6 separate regions of the Mus musculus genome follow, and regions 2, 3, 4, 5 and 6 are each linked to region 1. The links are chromatin contacts, called in public HiCAR-type, HiChIP or PLAC-seq and promoter capture Hi-C maps. All regions are on one chromosome and are shown on one strand. The core of a region is the stretch at or near the end of the contact, and the rest is flanking DNA. Distances in the headings are between cores, read along the strand shown. Region 1 holds the start of Dyrk1b (dual-specificity tyrosine-(Y)-phosphorylation regulated kinase 1b). Region 2 holds the start of Nfkbid (nuclear factor of kappa light polypeptide gene enhancer in B cells inhibitor, delta). Region 3 holds the start of 4930479H17Rik (a long non-coding RNA gene). Region 4 holds the start of Sdhaf1 (succinate dehydrogenase complex assembly factor 1). Region 5 holds the start of Wdr62 (WD repeat domain 62). Region 6 holds the start of Capns1 (calpain, small subunit 1).

Evidence for each region. Promoter capture Hi-C pulls out the DNA fragments that hold promoters and counts their contacts. HiCAR-type assays count read pairs that join an accessible place to other places. HiChIP or PLAC-seq counts read pairs in DNA pulled down with a chosen protein or histone mark. Capture Hi-C pulls out chosen DNA fragments and counts their contacts.
Region 2: a contact with region 1 is called in a promoter capture Hi-C map of pre-B cells, with 3 times the contacts expected there. The contact joins the promoter of Nfkbid here to the promoter of Dyrk1b in region 1. A contact is called at or near these places in 2 of 39 promoter capture datasets (cranial neural crest and pre-B cells), 1 of 484 Hi-C or Micro-C datasets (CD4 T cells) and 1 of 115 datasets of contacts at active chromatin or transcription factors (thymic regulatory T cells).
Region 3: a contact with region 1 is called in a promoter capture Hi-C map of hippocampal neurons, with 5 times the contacts expected there. The contact joins the promoter of 4930479H17Rik here to the promoter of Dyrk1b in region 1. A contact is called at or near these places in 2 of 39 promoter capture datasets (hippocampal neurons and liver).
Region 4: a contact with region 1 is called in an H3K4me3 HiChIP or PLAC-seq map of embryonic forebrain, with 4 times the contacts expected there. The contact joins the promoter of Sdhaf1 here to the promoter of Dyrk1b in region 1. A contact is called at or near these places in 1 of 39 promoter capture datasets (liver), 3 of 115 datasets of contacts at active chromatin or transcription factors (astrocytes, embryonic forebrain and thymic regulatory T cells) and 1 of 9 other capture datasets (adipose tissue).
Region 5: a HiCAR-type map of astrocytes shows a contact between it and region 1, with 2.7 times the contacts expected there. The contact joins the promoter of Wdr62 here to the promoter of Dyrk1b in region 1. A contact is called at or near these places in 4 of 39 promoter capture datasets (cranial neural crest, hippocampal neurons, pre-B cells and 1 more), 3 of 115 datasets of contacts at active chromatin or transcription factors (astrocytes, embryonic forebrain and large pre-B cells) and 1 of 9 other capture datasets (adipose tissue).
Region 6: a contact with region 1 is called in a promoter capture Hi-C map of liver, with 3 times the contacts expected there. The contact joins the promoter of Capns1 here to the promoter of Dyrk1b in region 1. A contact is called at or near these places in 4 of 39 promoter capture datasets (cranial neural crest, hippocampal neurons, liver and 1 more), 1 of 115 datasets of contacts at active chromatin or transcription factors (astrocytes) and 2 of 9 other capture datasets (adipose tissue and liver).

The regions. Positions count from the first base shown.
Region 1 is chr7:28,178,857-28,181,944 of GRCm38.p6, forward strand. It overlaps Dyrk1b (dual-specificity tyrosine-(Y)-phosphorylation regulated kinase 1b), which reads left to right and starts at 1,460. Exons shown (of 11, transcript NM_001271370.1): 1 at 1,460-1,570; 2 at 2,653-2,816. The coding sequence starts at 1,492. It overlaps Fbl (fibrillarin), which reads left to right. Exons shown (of 9, transcript NM_007991.3): 8 at 42-187; 9 at 275-413. The coding sequence ends at 299.
Region 2 is chr7:30,421,805-30,424,892 of GRCm38.p6, forward strand. It overlaps Nfkbid (nuclear factor of kappa light polypeptide gene enhancer in B cells inhibitor, delta), which reads left to right and starts at 1,471. Exons shown (of 11, transcript NM_172142.4): 1 at 1,471-1,699; 2 at 1,831-1,891; 3 at 2,436-2,647. The coding sequence starts at 2,642.
Region 3 is chr7:30,352,304-30,355,391 of GRCm38.p6, forward strand. 4930479H17Rik (a long non-coding RNA gene) reads right to left here and starts at 1,643. Exons shown (of 3, transcript XR_881936.2): 1 at 948-1,643.
Region 4 is chr7:30,320,941-30,324,028 of GRCm38.p6, forward strand. It overlaps Sdhaf1 (succinate dehydrogenase complex assembly factor 1), which reads right to left and starts at 1,435. Exons shown (of 1, transcript NM_001033140.3): 1 at 469-1,435. The coding sequence starts at 1,389. The coding sequence ends at 1,033.
Region 5 is chr7:30,278,879-30,281,966 of GRCm38.p6, forward strand. It overlaps Wdr62 (WD repeat domain 62), which reads right to left and starts at 1,532. Exons shown (of 33, transcript NM_146186.4): 1 at 1,278-1,532. The coding sequence starts at 1,454. It overlaps Thap8 (THAP domain containing 8), which reads left to right and starts at 1,216. Exons shown (of 3, transcript NR_144498.1): 1 at 1,216-1,602; 2 at 1,730-1,821.
Region 6 is chr7:30,193,492-30,196,579 of GRCm38.p6, forward strand. It overlaps Capns1 (calpain, small subunit 1), which reads right to left and starts at 1,662. Exons shown (of 11, transcript NM_009795.4): 1 at 1,515-1,662; 2 at 387-610. The coding sequence starts at 595.

The DNA of each region.
Region 1 (3,088 bases), core at 210-2,709:
TGGGTCTCCAAATCTGTAACTTAGTCCTGACTCCTTTCTAGGCCAACTGCATTGACTCCACTGCGTCAGCAGAGGCTGTGTTTGCATCTGAAGTGAAGAAGATGCAGCAGGAGAACATGAAGCCGCAGGAGCAGCTGACGCTAGAGCCTTATGAGCGAGACCACGCCGTGGTTGTCGGTGTGTACAGGTGAGTGTCACAACAGACCTCTCCCTTACCTGTGGCCCTGAGAAGCCAAAAGTGGTTACAACTCGACCCCCTCTGATTTCCTCACAGGCCACCTCCCAAGGTGAAGAACTGAAACTCAGAGCTGTCTGGATTGAAGAGATGTGTGTTGTTACTGTTGCACGTGTGGCTTGTGATTTTTTGGGGGCGGGGGAGTTGTTTTGTTTTTCTATTAAAAGACTCATCTGTCTCCCCTGTCTGGTGCCTATTGCTAAGTGGCCTCGAGACGCATGCGCCCTTGATCAACTTTGTGTGCTTCGGGGGGTGGTGCCTGGAAAGTTTCATCCGGTCACATGGTGCATGCTCCATTGGTGGCTGCTCCGCACGTGCGCGGCTCAGCACCCTTAAGGCGCAGGCGCACTGTGCTCCGCTAGGTCACGTGAATGATGTGGGGGCGGAGCCGGGGCAGGGGGGCCGGTTTGTTGTGGTCGCCATTTTGCTGGTTGCATTACTGGGTAATCGGGGCCCTGGCTCGCCGCGTCCACCGGACACCCTCAGCCAGTGGGCAGGTCTGAGCTCGGGCTCCCCGAGCAGTTTGAATCCCCTTACCCACGCCCTCAGGTAAGGGTGCTGCGACGGGCGGGGCGGCACGCTTGGGTGGGGGGCAGGCCGGGAACCGCCCTGCCCGTCCCCGCGAGATTTAGCAAGGGAAAGGAGGGGGCTTTGGGCCGTTGCAGCGGAGTCCGGCTCTTCATAGCTGGATTCCTGGAAGAGGCTGAGCCCGAGGGAGCCGTCCTGAGAGGGAGTCGGGGAGGGGGCAGCCAGGCCCCACTCCCGCCCTTTGTTTGGGCTCGGCTGCGCTGGCCGCTTCGCTGTCGCCTAGCAACAGCTGCCCTGAGTGCTAATTGGTTAAGCTCTTGGCAGCAACAACCAATGGCGCGGTTGTTGCCATGGGAGGTGCGGCCTGCCGGGCTCTCTTGGGCCCCGCCCGCCGGGACTCCACTGGCCGGGGCGGGCCTGCCGGGTGGGGGGCGGGACGCCAGGGTCCCTGGGGGCGGGTGGCCACGCGGGGCGGGGCTGGGCCGTAGGGCGAGGGTTAACCCGCCCCTCCCCCGTCCACCTGCTGTCCCCTTCCCCCGCGTGCCCTGGTCTGACCCTCGTCCCCTCCTTTCCCCGCCCCTCCCCCTCGGTGGCAGTGGCGGCGGCTGCTGTTGTCACCCACCGGGCCGCCTGTCCCGCTTGCCCTCACCGCCGCGGGGCTGGCTAGGCTAGCCGGGCCGGGGACAGGCGGCCACCTCCTCATCGCCGCCGCCACCACCACCGCCGCCATGCTGGCCGCTCGCCCACCGCACTGGGGTCCCCATCGCGCTCCAGCCCCCCGTGGGCCCAGCGCCATCCCTGACCCGGGTAGGGGTGGGAGCTGTAAGAGCTGGTCCTAGTGTGGGAGGGCTCGGGAAGAGGTTGTTTATCTGTGAAGCCCCAATAAAGGGGACCTGGAGTGGCAAGACATAGCATAGAAGGGGATCTGACAAGGGGGAGGCTCCTAAGAAGGGGATTTTGTTCCGAAGGACACTTTTAGTGAGTGAAGTCTTGTGCGATATTTAGGGATTTGGCTGTCAGGCCCTTCTAGGAATAGGCTCAATTGTGGAATGACCCAGCGTAGAAATAGAGGAGCTAGCAAGGACCTCAGGGTAAAGAAGAAAAAGACCGTGACTCTTAGATGTTGAAAAATGACACCTCTCCCTTGTTTTCCTGAGGAGTAGGGGTCTTGGAGTAATGGGGGAATCCTAGTGGGATAAATATAGACTGCTTAAAAGAAGGATCTCTGGTTCCAGAGACCTCATATAGGGAGCAGGGAGCGGTCTTGGAGTATGGAGTCGGTCCCAGGGGAAAGTGCCGAGGTGGTTGAAACATCTATAGCTTGCATGTAAAGGAGTTCTCAGATAACCTTGGGTTTGCTGGGAGGTCCATAAGGACTGCTATGTTCTTTAGAATAGAAAGAAACTAGTGGGTAGACTGGGCTTGAAATTGGGCCCTTGGTGTTGAGGGAAGACGGTGTGAGGGCGGGGCCTTATCTGAGGGACTCAGGCTGGCCACCAGTAAAATTTTGAAGGACTGAGTTCTACTGCCCAGACTCTACACGGTTTCTGCCTTCTTTTGCTCTCCTAATTCCTGGCCTCTTTCTATCCCTCCTGCCCTGGCCTTGTACCCACCCTCTCCCACCCCTGTCTGGCTCTGATGGCTCCCTTTTACATCTCTGGATGTGATGCTTCATTCATTTTTTTTGGCTCCTCATTTGTTGAGAGACACGCTGTGCTAACCCACTTGCTACCCTTTCTGTTTGTACATGGCTACCTGGTGCTGGTGCTCTGCCCTGTCCCCTGTCTCCCCCTGGTCCTGCCCCTAACTCATACCCACCTCTTCTGACTGACCCTGACCTACATGCCTTCTTGTTCCATGTTGTCTTCCCACTTCCTACCTGCTCTCAGGTCTCAGCGGCGGTGGCAGCCGAGGTGCAGGATGCGAGAAGGCGCCCCCCGGCCGGGCTCCCGCTCCAGGCCTCACGCCCCTGCGGCCCTCTGAGCCCACCATGGCCGTCCCACCAGGCCATGGTCCTTTCTCTGGCTTTCCGGGGCCCCAGGAACACACACAGGTAGGCATTCAGCTGGCTTCTCACCTGCCTGAGGATTGAAGGGTCTCCAGACAAGAGCATGATTGTTGGAGGATCTCTGGGGACTTTGGAGGCCTCACAGTCCACCCTCATTCCTGCTGAGGACGGAATCCTTGAGCTTCTCCGTGGCCTGCCCTCTCACAGCATGGTTTTGAAGTGTAATGTGTGTCTTGGGTCAGAACTGTCACTGGCACAGAGCAGACAGGAACACAGGTCTGAAGGTTCACAACAAGAACGAGGTCTGGAGTAAGGGG
Region 2 (3,088 bases), core at 221-2,720, 2.2 Mb after region 1:
GCCCACAGTCTGCATCCAAGAATCCTCGAGGTAAGAGCTGGGGGTAAAGCGAGGAACGCGCCTTTCTGGATGCTTTGAAGGTTGGCTGGAGCGTAAAGCTGGGCCCTGAGAATTGATTCTGGACGTTGAAGAGGAGAGGCTGGGATCCTGGACTTCTGAGTCCTTGGGAGTGTTGGACATCCTTGGGAGTTGGGGTGCAAGGACTGAGAGGCCTGATACCGGGGGTTCTCTAAGAGGACGAAGTGACCCGGACTCCTTCACCCAAGGAGGGGCTGCATTGCATCCTTGAAATTGCGGTTATGGACGCAGGTTTGGGCCTCGAAGGTCGGGCGCTGGACCTCAGGAGTCCACTCTGGTAGAGAGCAGCCCCGCCCTGGGACTTCCCAGAGCACCACTGGTGCAGGGTGCCCGGGCCGAACAGGAATTCCCCGTGCGCGGGGATTCCACGGGCGCCGCGCTTCGCTGCGTGCCCCGCCTCCGAGCCAGACACCTGCGGCGCGCGCGTGCGGAGCGGAACTGGGAGGTGGAAGATTCCCTTGCGTTAGCGCCGTGACGTCAGCGCGCGGCGTCTCGTCTCGAGGGTTTCCGAGTCAGTCCTCGGCTGACTTTAACCCTTCTCGCGCTGGAGTCTGAGCTGGGAAGTCTGGGCTGGGGATTTGCTCTTCTTGGGTCGAGGGAACCGGATTTTCAGGTCTCAGAGGAGACTGAGGGTCTGTACTCTTGGGTTCTGGGTGAATGGATTGTGCCAATGGGATACAGGGGCATCTCCGGGATGGTTGGTCCCTGCTATTCCCAAGTTTGCCGAGGTGGGGGCGGGAGCTTTGCGACTCCAGATCCCTGGATCATTGAGGAACTACACCGCTACTGATTTGGTGGATCCTGGCAGAGAGGCTAGAGCAAGAGTGGTGATCCCAAGACTTGGAGAGGAGCAACTCACCCTTTCCTGTGCTGAGGACTCTGGGCTTACGTTCTACCATCCACCCAGCCTTGCGCCCAGCCCCACATGTCAGATTCTAGAACAGAGAAACATTTTGTTGTTGTTTTGAGACAGAGGTCTCAGGTAGTCCAGGTTGGCCTCTCACTTCGTTTATAGATGAGTCTGGCCTTAACACCTGACCCTCTGCCACCACCTCGCTGGGATTGCAGGGGTGTGCCTCTACTCCTAGTTAAAACAGAGATATTGGGAACCTGGAAATGCCTTTTCGGGAAGTTGAGATTAGCAAACCCCAGTCCTCCACTCCTAGTGTTAGGACCTGGTCGCCTAGGTTGGGATTTTTAACGGATGTGGTGGTGCTTCCGAGGAGCCCGGTGTCTCCGGAGAAGATAGATGCTTCAGAGAAGTGCTAGCCTCCCCACTTCCTCAGTTTCCACTACGGTGGTGGAAAGTTGGTGCGGAGGAAAAGCGTGGAGGAAAAGGAAGGAAATGGCGGAGGCGGGGCCCTGCACTCAACATCTTCTGTTGGCTTTGTAGTTCTCCAGCTCGCTCGAAGGAAAGGAGGGCGCCCACATGCACTCCCAGCCACCCACCGCTGCCACCGAGGCTGCATTCGGGTGACTTAAACATTCCTGATGACTTCCTTCTGTCTTCCCACACACAGTGAGTCGGCCTGAGCGTAGTCACTGCCCAACACAGACGGTAAAGAAGCTTCTGGAAGAACAGAGGCGCCGACAGCAGCAGCCAGAGGCTGCTGGGGTGCCGGTGAGTCTCTGGAAGTCGCCATGTGCGCTGGGGGAGATGGGAGTTGTAGTCCTGACTCTGAGGCTCTGCAGGTGGGGGACAGACCTGGAAGAATCTTCCAGATTCATAAATTCATTTCCTTTACATTGCAGGGACACTTCTCCCCTCCTCTGGTCCAGCCACTGACTCCATCTGTGAATGAGGCAGAGCCAGGTAAGAATAAAGTTAGCTCCTAGCCCAGCTTCTCTTAGACTCAGGCATCCCAGCTCTTAGACCTTTGGGGACCGAGGAGTCAGGCAGCTCTCATTATTCTTGAGCCATATGGGAAATTTTGATGACCAGCCTGCCATCGTTGCACATGTCTATATTCCCAGTACTCCGGAGTTGAGGGGGGGCGGATTGCCATTGGGTTTGAGGTCATGTGGTTTTTTTTTTTTACTAGCAAGTTCCAGGCCACCTAGAGCTATCTAAGACACCTTGTCTTATAACCAAAACCCCTGGAATTTGACGTTGGTTTTCAGTAGCCCAGTAGTCCATGAATAGTGTCCTTCAAGCATCCAGGGTTTAAGACTCCAGGACTTCAGATCCCAGTTGCTTGAGATCCAGTAGGCCTGGCATCGCAGCTTGCTGATGCCCCAGGACTGGAGGACCCAGCTCCTCAGTGTCTCAGGACCTCTGGAGACTCCAGGTTTACCTTCCCTGGCCATGTCTCCAGGCTGTAATAACAGGCTGGTTCTGACCACCCTCTCTGTTTCAGGCCATACTCATTTCCCTGCCTTCCAAGAGACTGTGGATTCCGGACCTGGCAACCTGGCTCCCCCTTCAGGCTTTGCAGACTGGGACCCTAGCATCCATGCTACCTATACAGAGGGCTCTTTCCCATTCTCTGCTTCTGAAGGCTTCCTGACTCCTGATTTCTACCCTCCGTCAGACCCAGGCCGGTCAGGCCCATTTCCCCTGGTGATGGAGGTAAACTATAGGGTGGGGACAGATGCTTAAGGGCCCCTAAAAACTTCTCAGTGGTGCTGAGCCTAGTGGCGCAGGCTTGTCATCCCAGCTACTCCGGAGGCAGAGGTAGAAGGATCAAGACCTACCTGGGCTACAGAATGAGTTCTAGATTGCCCTAGCCACAATAATAGGACCTTTTTTTTTTTTTTCCTAAATAAAGGGAAAAAATAAGTGGAAAACAGAAAGACTATTGGGAGTTTTGCTCTGTGGTCCAGCTCTTTCCTCACATGTGTGAGGCCATGGGGTTCAGTCTCCATGAGGTAGGGATGGAGAGTAGAGAATCTCAGTATTCTGAGATGTCAGGGACTGGTTTAAGATCCCATCCTGGGCCAAGTGCACTGGCTTATGCCTGTAATATCAGCACTGGGAGGCGGAGACAAGAGCATCATTATTTGAAGCCAG
Region 3 (3,088 bases), core at 393-2,892, 2.2 Mb after region 1:
CGGGTGGCTTCGGCTGGGCAAGGCTATTTAACTTGAAATCCTAGATGCCGGCGGTGTTTGTTTGTGCACAGGGGTGCGGGGCAGTCTGGGTGTCTTGTGAAGTTCCAGGGGACTTTGCTATCACCACTATCATTCTCCATTCACATGCCTCCACACCTGTCGTAGGCTGGTACTGGGTGTGCATCTCCATTCTAGCCCCGTGTACTGGGCCTGGATCCACCTCAACAGCCTCAGCCTCTTTTGGCCTCTATCTGCTGGCTGCCTTGTACTTGGCTTGCCAAAGGTCACTTCTTCCTACAGACAAATCAGCTCTATGGGATGGATCCTGGGATTGGAGACCCGGGCCTCCCCCTCTTCCCCTACTTTCTACAACCTTCCTTCCCTCTCTTCTGGACCAGCTGCTAGTAGTTCACACTGTCCTCTTCGGGGTAGGAAAGGAGGAGCCTGCTGCTGTCATTGATGTCAGCTCAGGTCTAGCCTGGTCTAAGACAGCCTTCTGCCAGAACTGTTGCAGTGTCTTCCTCCTCAGTTTCCCCGTGCTTCCCCTTGGCCCTCCACACACACAAAATCTGCCATGGGAGCTTCCTTGAGATCCGGGAAGATCCTCATAGCCCGGGATCCTCCAGTGGCCAGGAGTGACGGTGCACGCCTGTGATCCTTGGGCTCAGGAGGCCCAGGCAGAAGGGTCATGAGTGAGGTCAGGAAACCTGAGCTAGACAATGAATCCAAACTGGGGCTAATGTTGTGAGAACCCCAACTCAAAGAAAACAAGACAGAAGGAACCTTCAGTGGTTTCTCATGTCAGTTAGAATGGAATCCTCCCTCCTCTGGTGAATTTACAGGGCTTTTACATCGCCCGCTTCCTGCCTGATATTATGACAATTCCCTTCCCTCACTCCATCTCACCTCTGGCTTCCCTCCCTCTCCCTTTTTCTCACAATGCATACCTTATCATATGCCGTTCCATGTCCACTGAACACTGTTCCCACTGCTTGCTAATTACCTCCAGCCTCGGCTTGGGACTTAACTCCTCAGCTGGAGTCAAATCCACCTCTGCTGCCTACACATCCCTATTTAACATTTGTGCGTGTCACAAATGCTGCCAGGGCAGGGCAGGGCAGGGCAGGGCAGGGCAGGGCAGGGCAGGGCAGGGCAGGGCAGGGCAGGGCAGGGCAGGGCAGGGCAGGACTTGTACCCGAATCTGCCCCATGACCTAGCACACAGTTCAAATTTTAACAACAGGTTTATGAACGGTGCACTCTGGCTCCCCCTTAAGGTGGGAGTGGGTATTTCCTAGGTGGCACTGAGCCAGCCTTCCCACTTGCTAACTCCCATGGCCCAAGGCTTATGCTGTGATTTGTTGATAGCCTCACATGATCTTAGCTACTCGAGAGTAACAAAATGACAAAGGACCTCGGGATGCTGCAGGACTGGGGAGCTGAGTGCCTCATCTCCATGGTTAATGGTGGGCATTTTGAAGGTCTCAAGTTCCACCATGAAAAATAGGTTCTGTCATCTCACCAGAACATTCTTTGTACCAAACCGAGAGAATTCCAGTTTACTCTTAGCCTGTCTTCACCCTGATCCTAACATCATCTTACCTCAGGTGACTGACAGGCCCTTCCCCGTCCCCCCCCCCTGCTCCGCCCCCCCCCTGCTGCCATCAGAGAAGCTACTTGCATGGGGGGGGTGCTATTCTTGCTGTTGACCCCATTCCTGCACCTCTAATGAGGCCTGGCCTTTTCCATGCCCAGTGTCTGATCCTATAAACTTCCAGGACACTTGTGTGAGGGGGCCCCGGGCAGTGACACAGTGGGGACCAGCTCAGGAAAGACATGAGGCCAAGTGCTCTGACTCACGCTGAACCAGGGCTCAGTCCCTGTCCACACTCATATCTGCTAGATTGGTTCAATGTGGCACTGACTCTCCACCCCCCAACCCCCCACTGTAACCTTTCCCCTAGCAAACACACCAGTCTCTTGGGACATTTTTCACCTTCACCTCCATGTGCAGCTGCCAAAAGCTTTCCGTTTCTACCTTAAAGACTGAAACCCCAGTAGATGGTTCAATCTTGCGACTGCTCCCAGATTCTTTTGGGTTTTTTTTGGGGGGGGGATGGGTCTCATGCTGAAGTGTCAGCTTTTGAACTACTGGTCTCCTGCCTCTGTCTCCTGAGGTGTGAGGATGATAGGGGTGGGATACTCTGTCTGCTAAGCCCTGCTTTCTATCCTTGGCTCCAACGTCTCCATCTCCCCTCCCCACTCGCCCTCCCCTGGTCCCTCATCTGCAGAGTCCCACCCTGACCACAGAGCATCTCTGCTGTGCCCCTGCTCCCTCGTCCTCAGCCAGGGCAGCCTGGAGGACTTTCCCCTGGCCAGAGCCCAGAGCATCACTCTAGATAAGCCCCTCCCTCATGGTCTCTGAGCACTGTGATCCATCTGCTCACTTTCCTGAATGGCTGTGTCATCCACTCTTCTCTTCCAATGTTTCCCTGGTTGAAGTTGGTCCTGACCCACCCTCACCCCTACATTGGCTTCCCACGGATTCCTTGCCTCTGGTTCACCTCCCTCAAGAAGCACTAGAAACCCACCCACAACCTCCCCCACTCGGCCCCCAGGCATGAAATCCTCCGTGGCTAGCCATCATGAGCACCTCACTCAGATGCTGGCCCCTCCCACCTCACCAGTACCGCAGCAACCCAATGCCTGGTAATACCCAGCCTTTGTTCATGTTATGCCCTCCACCTGGAGCCTTCCCTTCTGCTCTTTGCCCAATGCTCTCCTTCAGATATGCTACTTAGATTACATCCCTCCTCTTCCAGGAAGCCTTCCCTGAACTATACTTCAGGTTCCTCTTCGGTGGTGGGGGGGGCACACAACCCCCTGGGCATCCCTCAACTCTGTATTCTGGAGTATGGCTATCTCAAGACATGTTTCCCACTGGACTGAGGGCAAGGCAGCTTGGGTCAGAGTCCCCAGCACAAGCCACAGCACAGCTCGGTCCCTAGAACGTCCAGTGCTTATATGGATGACTATAGATGACTATCCTCAACTCCTCTGCAGAGACCCCAAGCTGAATGACAGGAAGT
Region 4 (3,088 bases), core at 185-2,684, 2.1 Mb after region 1:
AACAAACATATGTTGTGGTAGAACATGCCTGTGATCTGGAGGAGAAGGGAGGAGTTGCAGGCCATTATCCCTTACATGACCAGTTTGAGGCCTGCCTGGGTTAAGTGAGTCCATGTCTTAAAAAGAACAAAAACTAAAGCAACCAGGATCACCTTGCTAAATAAAACTGAAGCTGAGAGATGAGCAGAGAGCTAGCCTCCTGTGATGGGGTTACGCAAGTGAGGTCAAAGTCTTATGTAAAAAGTGTCACAGAATCTTTTTCTGTCACACACCAAGCCTTAGCTGGGTCCCCTTTGCTCCCACCTGCCTCTTCAACCTTGGCATGGCCGTACATGCCTATAATCTCAGAGTTTAGAAGGCTGAGTCTGAAGGAGGTGAATGCTGAGACCAGCCTAGGCTATATTATATAACAAGACTCTGTCTCAAAAGAAAAAGCAAAGACCCCTAATAAAAGAATCAACAAGATTGTTAAGACAACAAGGAAGTGAGCACACCTCACTTTTATTTCCTTTATGCAAGAATCCTGAGGACTAACAGGAGTAGGGACTAGGGATTCTCCAAGAGTCTCAGGCTCATCAGCTGAGATGAGCTAGTGTAATCTCCCTCATGAACCCGGTTCTTCACAACGAGTCAGACTGCCAAGTTTCTCACGGTTCATCAGGGTATTCTATTAAACGAGCGCGGCAAAAAGTCTGTCTTCTCCACGTTAAAAACAGCAAGGGGCGGGGAGTGAGGAGGTGGGTGTGTTCTTAAGAAGTCAAGAGAGCTGTCTGTCAAGAGGTGCCACGGCCCCGATGGGAGGAGAAAGTGCGCCTGTGCTCTCTCTTTGACTTTGGGTTGGTGTATCACAGCATGTCTTATGCAGTCCGCCAGTGCCACAGAATGCCCGGAACCTCCTTGGTGAGGGAGTGTCTGATCTCTCACTATGCATCGGGAAAATTCGGTTATCTCTCAAGACATCTCAGCTTCCATTTAGATGAGTTCACGATCCTCCCCAAACTGTCAGAAGGAACCTTCCTCTAGGTCTGTCTGTCACCGTCCATCGGATCGCGTCTCCCGCGCCCCTGTATCTTCACAAGAATTCTTTGGGGCACCACCATCATCCAGCCTGGTCCCCGGGGCTGTCGCGTCGCCGGGCTCTTCAGCCGGACCCCGCGGGCGCACGAAGGTACCCATGGCCGTGGCGTGGCCCGAACGCAGCAGCTGTAGCTGGCGCCGACCCCGGCGATACAGATACTCGATACGCAGCACGTCGGTTCGCGGAAGGCTGGCGTGCTGCCGGAACTCGGCCCGCACCCGCGCCTCGGCGCCCGGCGTCCCGCGCCCGGCGCGCAGCAGCTCGCGGTACAGGCTCAGAACTTGCCTCTGCAACCGGCTGGGCCGGCTCATGACCGCGGCGTCGCGGTGAGGCCCCACACTGGCCGGAAGGACCGCCCCGACACACAGTGCTGAGAAGCTAACGGGCAGGGCTACTGGCACGTCTGCCAGAAGTCCCGCCTCCTGCTCACCGGCGCTGCCGCATCTGATTGGCCAGTACTGCAGTACATCTTGGCTGGCTCTGGAAGTGGGCGGAGTCTCTGGTGCTCCGGGCCACTCTAAAGAGTAGTTTTTGAGTGCCTTACAGTCCTGGATATTTCTGAACTTGAGTGGAAGCATGGGGAAGGGCCTAAGCGGTTAGACTCTGGAAAGAGTGTAGGAGGAGATAGTTCTGAGCCCTCGGAAGATTGAGAGCGAAGGGATCGAACCCGGGGCTCACCAGAAGGCAGAGGGATATTGGGAAGGGATGAGCAGTTTTTAAAAAGATCTTTACTATTTTGGGGGCTGGAACGTGCATAAACTGACGACATGACCGCTCCGTGGTACGGCCAAGCGAAAACTTTTTGTTTGTTTGTAGATATGAGAGAGAGGACAGCCAGAGGCATCTAGAAGAGTCCAAAATAGAGAGGAAGTAGACTGCATAGCCAGGGCTGTCTGCGAGAGGGGAGAGAATATTGTTGAAGTTAAGGATTAGCCACACAAACCACTGGGAGACACCAATGTCAGTAGGGTATCGGAACGGTTTACTGAACACACATATCAACACTGATTAATCAGGGATGCACACCCTAGCCAGTTTTCAGGGCCAGTTTTTATATGGGAAAACCCACGAACAGGTGCATTTGGCTATCTAGACAAAGCCGTACTGTATGACCTTTAAGCTGATTGGCTGGGTCTAGAGGCAGGAAGTCTAGGGAATTTCCATAGGTCTCGAGGCTCCATACAGCAACATGATGTTATAGTCAAAGAACATTAGGTCAGACTAAGGTCATGAGCTACAAAATGAAGGTTGAGGCAGTATAGCAGAACTATTGTCAGGTTTAAAACGTAATAGCAGGAGATAGTGAACAGAGAAAACAGAAGGAGGAGAGAGTGTAGAGAGAACAGTGTGAATATCAGGATAGTGGGAATGAGTAAGTATCTGGGGGAGGGAAGCTAGTGAGCTGGAGGGAATTTAGGGGATTGGAGTTTTAGTCAATGTTCAGTAAACAACTTAAATGAATCTGTCTCATCTTTCTTATCTATGTCTTAATAATAATCTGTTTTACCTGGTGGTGCAGACATTTAATCCCAACACCTGGGAGGCAGAGGCAGACATCTCTGAGTTCAAGGCTAGCCTGGTCTACAGAGTGAGTTCAAGGACAGCCAGGAAAACCCTGTCTTGAAACACAAAACAAAACAACCCCTCCCCCAAACTCCCAAACCCCGTCTTATTATTTTTCCATCTAAGTTGTTTGCTGAACTCTTACTTTATGCCAGGAACAACTCTACATACTTTAATGTTTAATTGTTTGTTTTCTATGATTTATGCTGTACAGGGCCAGAGATGTATCTTCCATTCCAGAGTGCTTGCTTGCTTAGCATTTATGAAACCCTGGGTTTGATCCGACATTGAATAAAACCAGCTTGTGGTGCTGTACCTGTTATTCCAGTCTGGATACATAGCCATACTCTTCCCTCAAAACAAAAACAGCAAAAAGATTCTGAAGTGGTCAGTGCTGTCAACTGTATGATGGCCACACCAGTGCAGATATGTCTTCTTTCAGCTTGC
Region 5 (3,088 bases), core at 282-2,781, 2.1 Mb after region 1:
CACTAAGTATTGTTATTTCTTTATATGTCTCGATGGAAAAACATGTTTTTGCCATGTGTGTCACTTGTCCTTGTGACTCCTCTTAACCCTCAGGGTACAAACTGTCTGCTGCTCAGACTAAAGTTGGCTACTACAGGAGACTTTAGCTTGCCTCATTTATGACTCCATTCTCCCAGGTCCCACTGCCTCTAGACTAGTAGCCAATAGCTCCGTAGGTAAAAGCCCTTGGGGCCAAAGCTGACTCTGGGAGAATGAACTCTCAAAAGTTGACCTCAGCCAGTCTGGTCTACACAGCCAGTTCCAGGTCAGCCAAGGCTACACGGAGAAACCCTGACCAAAAAAAAAAAAAAAAAAAGTTTTACTAATAGCATTCCTTCTACCCAAAGTCATTTCTTTCTGTGACTCAAATTTTGTGGAACTGTTTTGTACACCCTGCTCCCCAGGCAGCAGTGCTAAGATTTTTACATTCTCCATAATTTTAAGCCGTAAGTAGATAAAAATCAGTTCTAGTGAAGGAACAGGAAAGAAATCAGGAACAGAAAAAGGAAGGAAGACCAAGAAATGTTACGCAAATAAGCCAGGCAAGTACTCCGGAGGCAGAAAGGTAGATCTCAGAGCTCACAGCCAGCCTGCTGGTCTACAGAATGAATTCAGTCACAAAGAAATCCTGTCTCAAAAGGAAAAAACAAACAACAAAAACAAAAAACAAAAAAACCACAACAATATAACAACAACAACAAAACCCACAACAATATAACAACAACAAAACCAGGGGAATGTTAACCAAATAGGGGCCTGGAAGAGCACACCTTACCCCGAGGCGCTACAGAGGAGGCGTGGCAAGAGCCAACAGGCCAGCCTCTCGCTCAGACTCCGATACAGCACACTGGTGGCTGCAGTGGTCCCCAGCCCTATTCCAATAAAATCAAAGACACACTGGAATGAAAGGGATAAGTGTCTTAGGTCACTCACTGAACAGTAAAGTGATATTAGAGATGATTTGTAAATGCAAAACCATTTCCCGGGAGTTAGAACTAAAATAAAGCAATGTGCCAACTCTAAGTGGAGCCAGAAAGATGGGCAGCACCAAACCCTGAAGCCAGCAGGAACGCAGGGGGAAAGCCTCTGCCAAGGGGGCGGGGCTTCCGGACCAGGCGGGCCTGGGAAGCCGCCTGAGGGAGCAAATAAAGAAGCGATGGGAGGGACCGAGGCCCCGAGGCGGGACCAAGGTGGCAGAGAAGCCCGGAGTTGGGTAAACAGGACGACCAGCCTCTCACCCGGTTCTGCACAGTGTCCTCGGGAGCCGCCGCGAGTCGCGTCCGCCGCCGGAGGCAGAGCGGTGGGGCAGGAGGCGGGGAGGACTGGTTTCTCCGCGCCGGAACTCCCGCCATGACAGAGGACAGCTTTTCTATCGTGTCACTCCGCGTATAACCTCCGGCCGCTAAGGCAGCCATCATGCTGTCGGAGACCAGTGTCCGTTACGCTTCTTAACAGCCGCCTGTAGCCAGCACCCACTCGAATAGCGAATGGCCGCGGGAAAGCCGGCGCCACCGCCCATTGGACGCAGCCGGCACCCCGGCTGGCCAATCACAAAGCTTCCGGGTAGGCTCATTGCCCAATGGGAGATAAGAGGCGGAGCTAAAGGAAGGTGGGGCCAGGGCCTGTCTATTTCACTGCTTACTGAGTCTGGCTGGGTTTCTCTACTAACCTGTGCTTTCTCTGTTCATAGACACACAGCTTTTAACTTTGATGGAGCTCATCCTGTCTTTTGCAACAGTCCCGGGAAGTTATTCAAGCTGTACCAGTCTCATGGATATAGGGGTAGGGTGAAGCCAAAGAGCCGTGGGCTTGGGGTCGGGAACAACACCGCCCTACTCTTGCCTATACAAATAGTGAGGTTTAGGATTGCGAAGATTGTAGCCAGCTGCTCTCCATCCCGTGATTGGGGCGTAGCCGCGGTAGCACGAGGAACATTTTGTACGCATGCGCCCTCAGTTTCCCCTGTCACGTGTTGCAGTGTTGCTCTTCCCTGGGATGACGTGAGGCGGATGGATTGCTCGGGGACCCGGACAGGGTTTGGCCCAGACTCAAGTGTTATTGCTGACTGGGCAGGACTGGCCAGGGTAGGACAGCTACACATAAGTACATTAGGGCTCCAACACTTTGGGGCGCCTGGGCAGGGACAATTGGCCTGGGAGATTCGAACATGGGGCGTGGCCCTGGGAGGGGCGGGGTTGGTCCAGCTTTGAGTCTTGGGAGCTACTGCTATGAAGCTGTAGATAGTTCATTGCTACCTTGGGAGCGGAAGGGGTGAGAGGGATGTGCACACACATCATTCTCCCTGTTCATTTTTTGGCTTATTTTTCTCTTTAAACGGTTTTCTGGGGCATCACAGGTTGAGGTATGCAACGGTGTCCCCACCACTAGAATGTCAGCCCCTCCCTGAAGCCAACAAATTTTATCCCATTTCCTGTTATTCCTAGGTTGCTAGACTAATGCCTAACACATACTATTGTCCATCAAATGTTTGTTGGAAGGGTTTGATTTTTAGCCCAGAAGTCTGTTGGGGTTTGGGAAGCGTCGCACAAACCGCTTAAAAACCGATCTCAGTTAAACAGGACTGGTTTATTGAAACTCCCCCCACCCAAAAAAAACCCCCAAAAAACAAAAACCAGCAACAACAAAAAAACCCAACTGATTGATCACCCAGACTCGGAACTGTAAGCTACAACCCTAAACATTTCCGGGGCCAGTTTATATAGGGGGAAAAGGCATAATGATCTGATAAGTAGGTGCAGGGAGAGCTGCAGCGTGGTTGGCCTTCTCCTAAGTTTTTAGTAGTTAAGACATAACAGTTCAAGGTTGGAGAGATGGCTTAATGGTTAAGAGCACTGACTGCTTTTCCAGAGGTCCTGAGTTTGATTCCCAGCAACCACGTGGTGGCCCACAACCATCTGTAATGGGATCAGATGCCCTCTTCTGGTGTCTGAAGACAGTAATAGTGTACTCATATATATATTAAAAAAAAAAAAAAAAGACATAACAGTTCAGGCTGACCTCTATTTTGATGGGTCCTGAGTGAAGACTG
Region 6 (3,088 bases), core at 412-2,911, 2.0 Mb after region 1:
CCCACACAACCTTCTCTGGACCATTTCTTCTTTGGGGACTCTGATCTCTCCTAAAACAGCAAGCTCCACCTCGCTCAAATCTTAAGCCATGGACAGCCTTAGATCCACTGGCTGCGCCCCCAGTGAAGGCTGGATACAATCCTATAGAATTGCACCTTCCCCAAACACAGAAGAGCCCCTATCCCCAAGAAACTGCATCCTATTTGTTGACCCACAGAAGCAGGTTTACTAATCCTGGTACTAAAAAGTGACACCAGCCTCGCTAGAATCCCCTTAGGGCCAGTTTTCCGGTATGGATCAGCCCAGACTAATTAAGAATTCTCAGGTCGGACTCTAAGTGAGTCTTTATTATTTGGCCCGCCCCGCCCCTTCAGGCCCCGCCTTACCTGATGGCGCTAATGACTCCGCCCAGGATGCGCATGGCAGTTCCACCGCCTCCGCCACCTCCTCCCAGTCCCATGCCTCCACCGCCACCGCCGCCGCCGCCAGCAGCTCCGCTGATCAGGCCTCCGAGCACATTCCCCAGGCCCCCGCCCAGACCCCCGCCTCCCCCACCGCCACCGCCGCCCTTCAAGAACGAATTCACCAAGAACATGATCGCAGCTGAGTCCTGTAAAGTAAAAGGGGTGGGTCGGGTAGTGGCCTTGCCAGGAGCCCAGCCCTTCCCGCAAAAAAAAAAAAAAAAAAAAAAAAAAAAGCAAGCATTTCCGGCAACTAGATTGGGGAGGAAACTAAGGCCTCGAGATGGGGACAGAGCCTCTAGCTAGGGGTCTGGACAGGTGATAGGAGATGTGAAACCTCCTAGGGTCTAGAAAGTACCCTGGCCCAGGCTTGACTGCATATATATAGGCATGAGGACAGGGGTACAGCTGGGCGTGCGTGGTAGCGCTCTACTGTAATCCCAGAAATTGGGAGGCTGAGGCTGGAGGACCAGTTCAAGGCCAGCCTCGGCTACAGCGCCTGCCTGCTTTACCCTGTCTTGAGGCAGCGGGAAAACAGGGGATTCTCGTGTAGAAACCCTAAGGTGTGTAAAACCGAACGTGTCTCAGATCCAGGCCTTCCAAAATTAAGCTCAGGGTAGGGATGACCCAGGGCTGACCAGGAAGTTCCTAATGTGGATTAAGACATTCAGATACTCTCGACAGAGGGACTACACTGTCACTACGGGATCTGTGGGCTCCGGCCAAAAATTATGGCTGTGCGCCCGGAGGATCCTGGATAACGGAGTTCTTCCCACCGCAAATGGGAACCACGATCTCGGATTGTGGTTCTAGACGCCCAAAATAATTTCCGGGTATCTCTCTGATCTTTGGGCTTATATTTTTTGGTCGTCAGATCCGGGATGGTAAGGAGTGTTCTGGAGGGGCTGACAGGCCCGATGGTTCGAATCTGAGAACACCGGTCCTAGGACCCCCCAAGGGCCAAGACTTTAGGGTCTCGCCAGATCTGAGGACTACGGATTCCGGATCTACAGGGTGCAGGGGTGCTGGACTGGAGTGTCCCGTCTCACTTACGGATCCGGCGGTCCGCGGTCTTGCTCGCCTGCTGCAGGGCCTCCGCTGTGTCCGGTTCGGGAGGGCGGGGCCGGTGACTCAGGCAGCTACTCCGGGTTAGACCCTGCCGCCACCCAGCCGTCGTCTGCGCGGTCCTAGAGCCTCCATTGCAGACTGCGCCTGCGCGGGAGGGTTATGGTTGCAAGTCTCTGCTTAGCTCATCCGTCCCCATACACACACTGCTGGAAATTCAACGCTGTCCAGATTAAATAGCTTTGAGTACGAATAAATTATTCTAACGCCCAGGTACTGGAGCCTCCAGGAACTAGATACAGGGTACCCGGTCACCGTTGCAGTATATAGTTGCAAAAAAGGACTTCAGTTGTCATTCATTCATTCATTCATTGTGCACTTTGAGACAGAGGTTTGTTAAACATCCTCTAAATGATGACCTAAAGCCCTAGCTAACCTCGAACTTGAAACAATCCTCCTGCTTCTGTTTCCCGAATGCTAGGAATCTACATCTTAAGTTTACCATCAGTTTGTGCCTCTCACCCAGGTCGCTGTTGGGCTTCTAGTCTGGCTGTCTGGCCACTCCCTAGGAACTATATAAACCTCGGTTTGAGTCTTTATTGCTCATCCCTAAAACAGTGACCTGGTGTCTCTGAGTAATGACCTCCTCATGTGTAAGGCGGGAACATAGCCAGGCGTGATGACACACACCTGTAAAACCAGCACTGGGAGGTGAGGGCAGGCAGCCATTCTCAGTACATAACAAGTTTGTGACCGGCTTGGGCTACATGAGACCCTAGAGGACACTAGGGTAAGCCCCTATCAGAATTAAGTGATAAATACATAGTAAATGGCAGCTCTTCTGTTAGTCCCTATGTCGCCATGTTGTTCCCTCAGCTGGGAGCTCACCTGGTTCCCTTAGCTCGTTTACTCTTGCTCATCCTTAAACAACATCGACAAATACCTGCCGGTCCCTAAATACTCTCCACTCACTAGGTTGTGTGTCCTCGAAGCAGGCCTGTGGGATAGGTCTGTTATTGTCCCCATTCTATGTATAAGTAAACTGAGGTTAAACAACCAGTCTGCTTTACCTGTTCAAAGAATCTCCGATAACTTAATATGATAATCAGTCAAATAAGATCTCAGCAGACAAGACCGTAATTGCACTAACGCCACCTAAGGGCTTGCTGGGACCAGGCCAGGTAATCATTGCTCAAACCTGTGTGTGTGTGTGTGTGTGTGTGTGTGTGTGTGTGTGTGTGTGTGTGTGTGAAGCAAGATTTAACCTGTCGAAACCGGAAACTCTAAAAGGCGGGAGCACAGAGGGTGGCGACCCAGGCCTAAGCCTTAGCGGATAAATCATTTGGTGATGACTAATGTGGATTCCCTCTCTGCCACACCCCTCCCTGCCACACTGAGCAGTCTGACCTCAGGCTCAACTCGCTGGCATAAGCCCTGTCCTCTGCCTACAAATACTCCTGTGTTTGGACTTGACTGTCTGTGTCCTCCACTTTGGACCAGAGCTCAGACATCTCTCATTTGGGAAGACCTCTTTGTCCTCACATCCACCCAAGGCTTGAAGA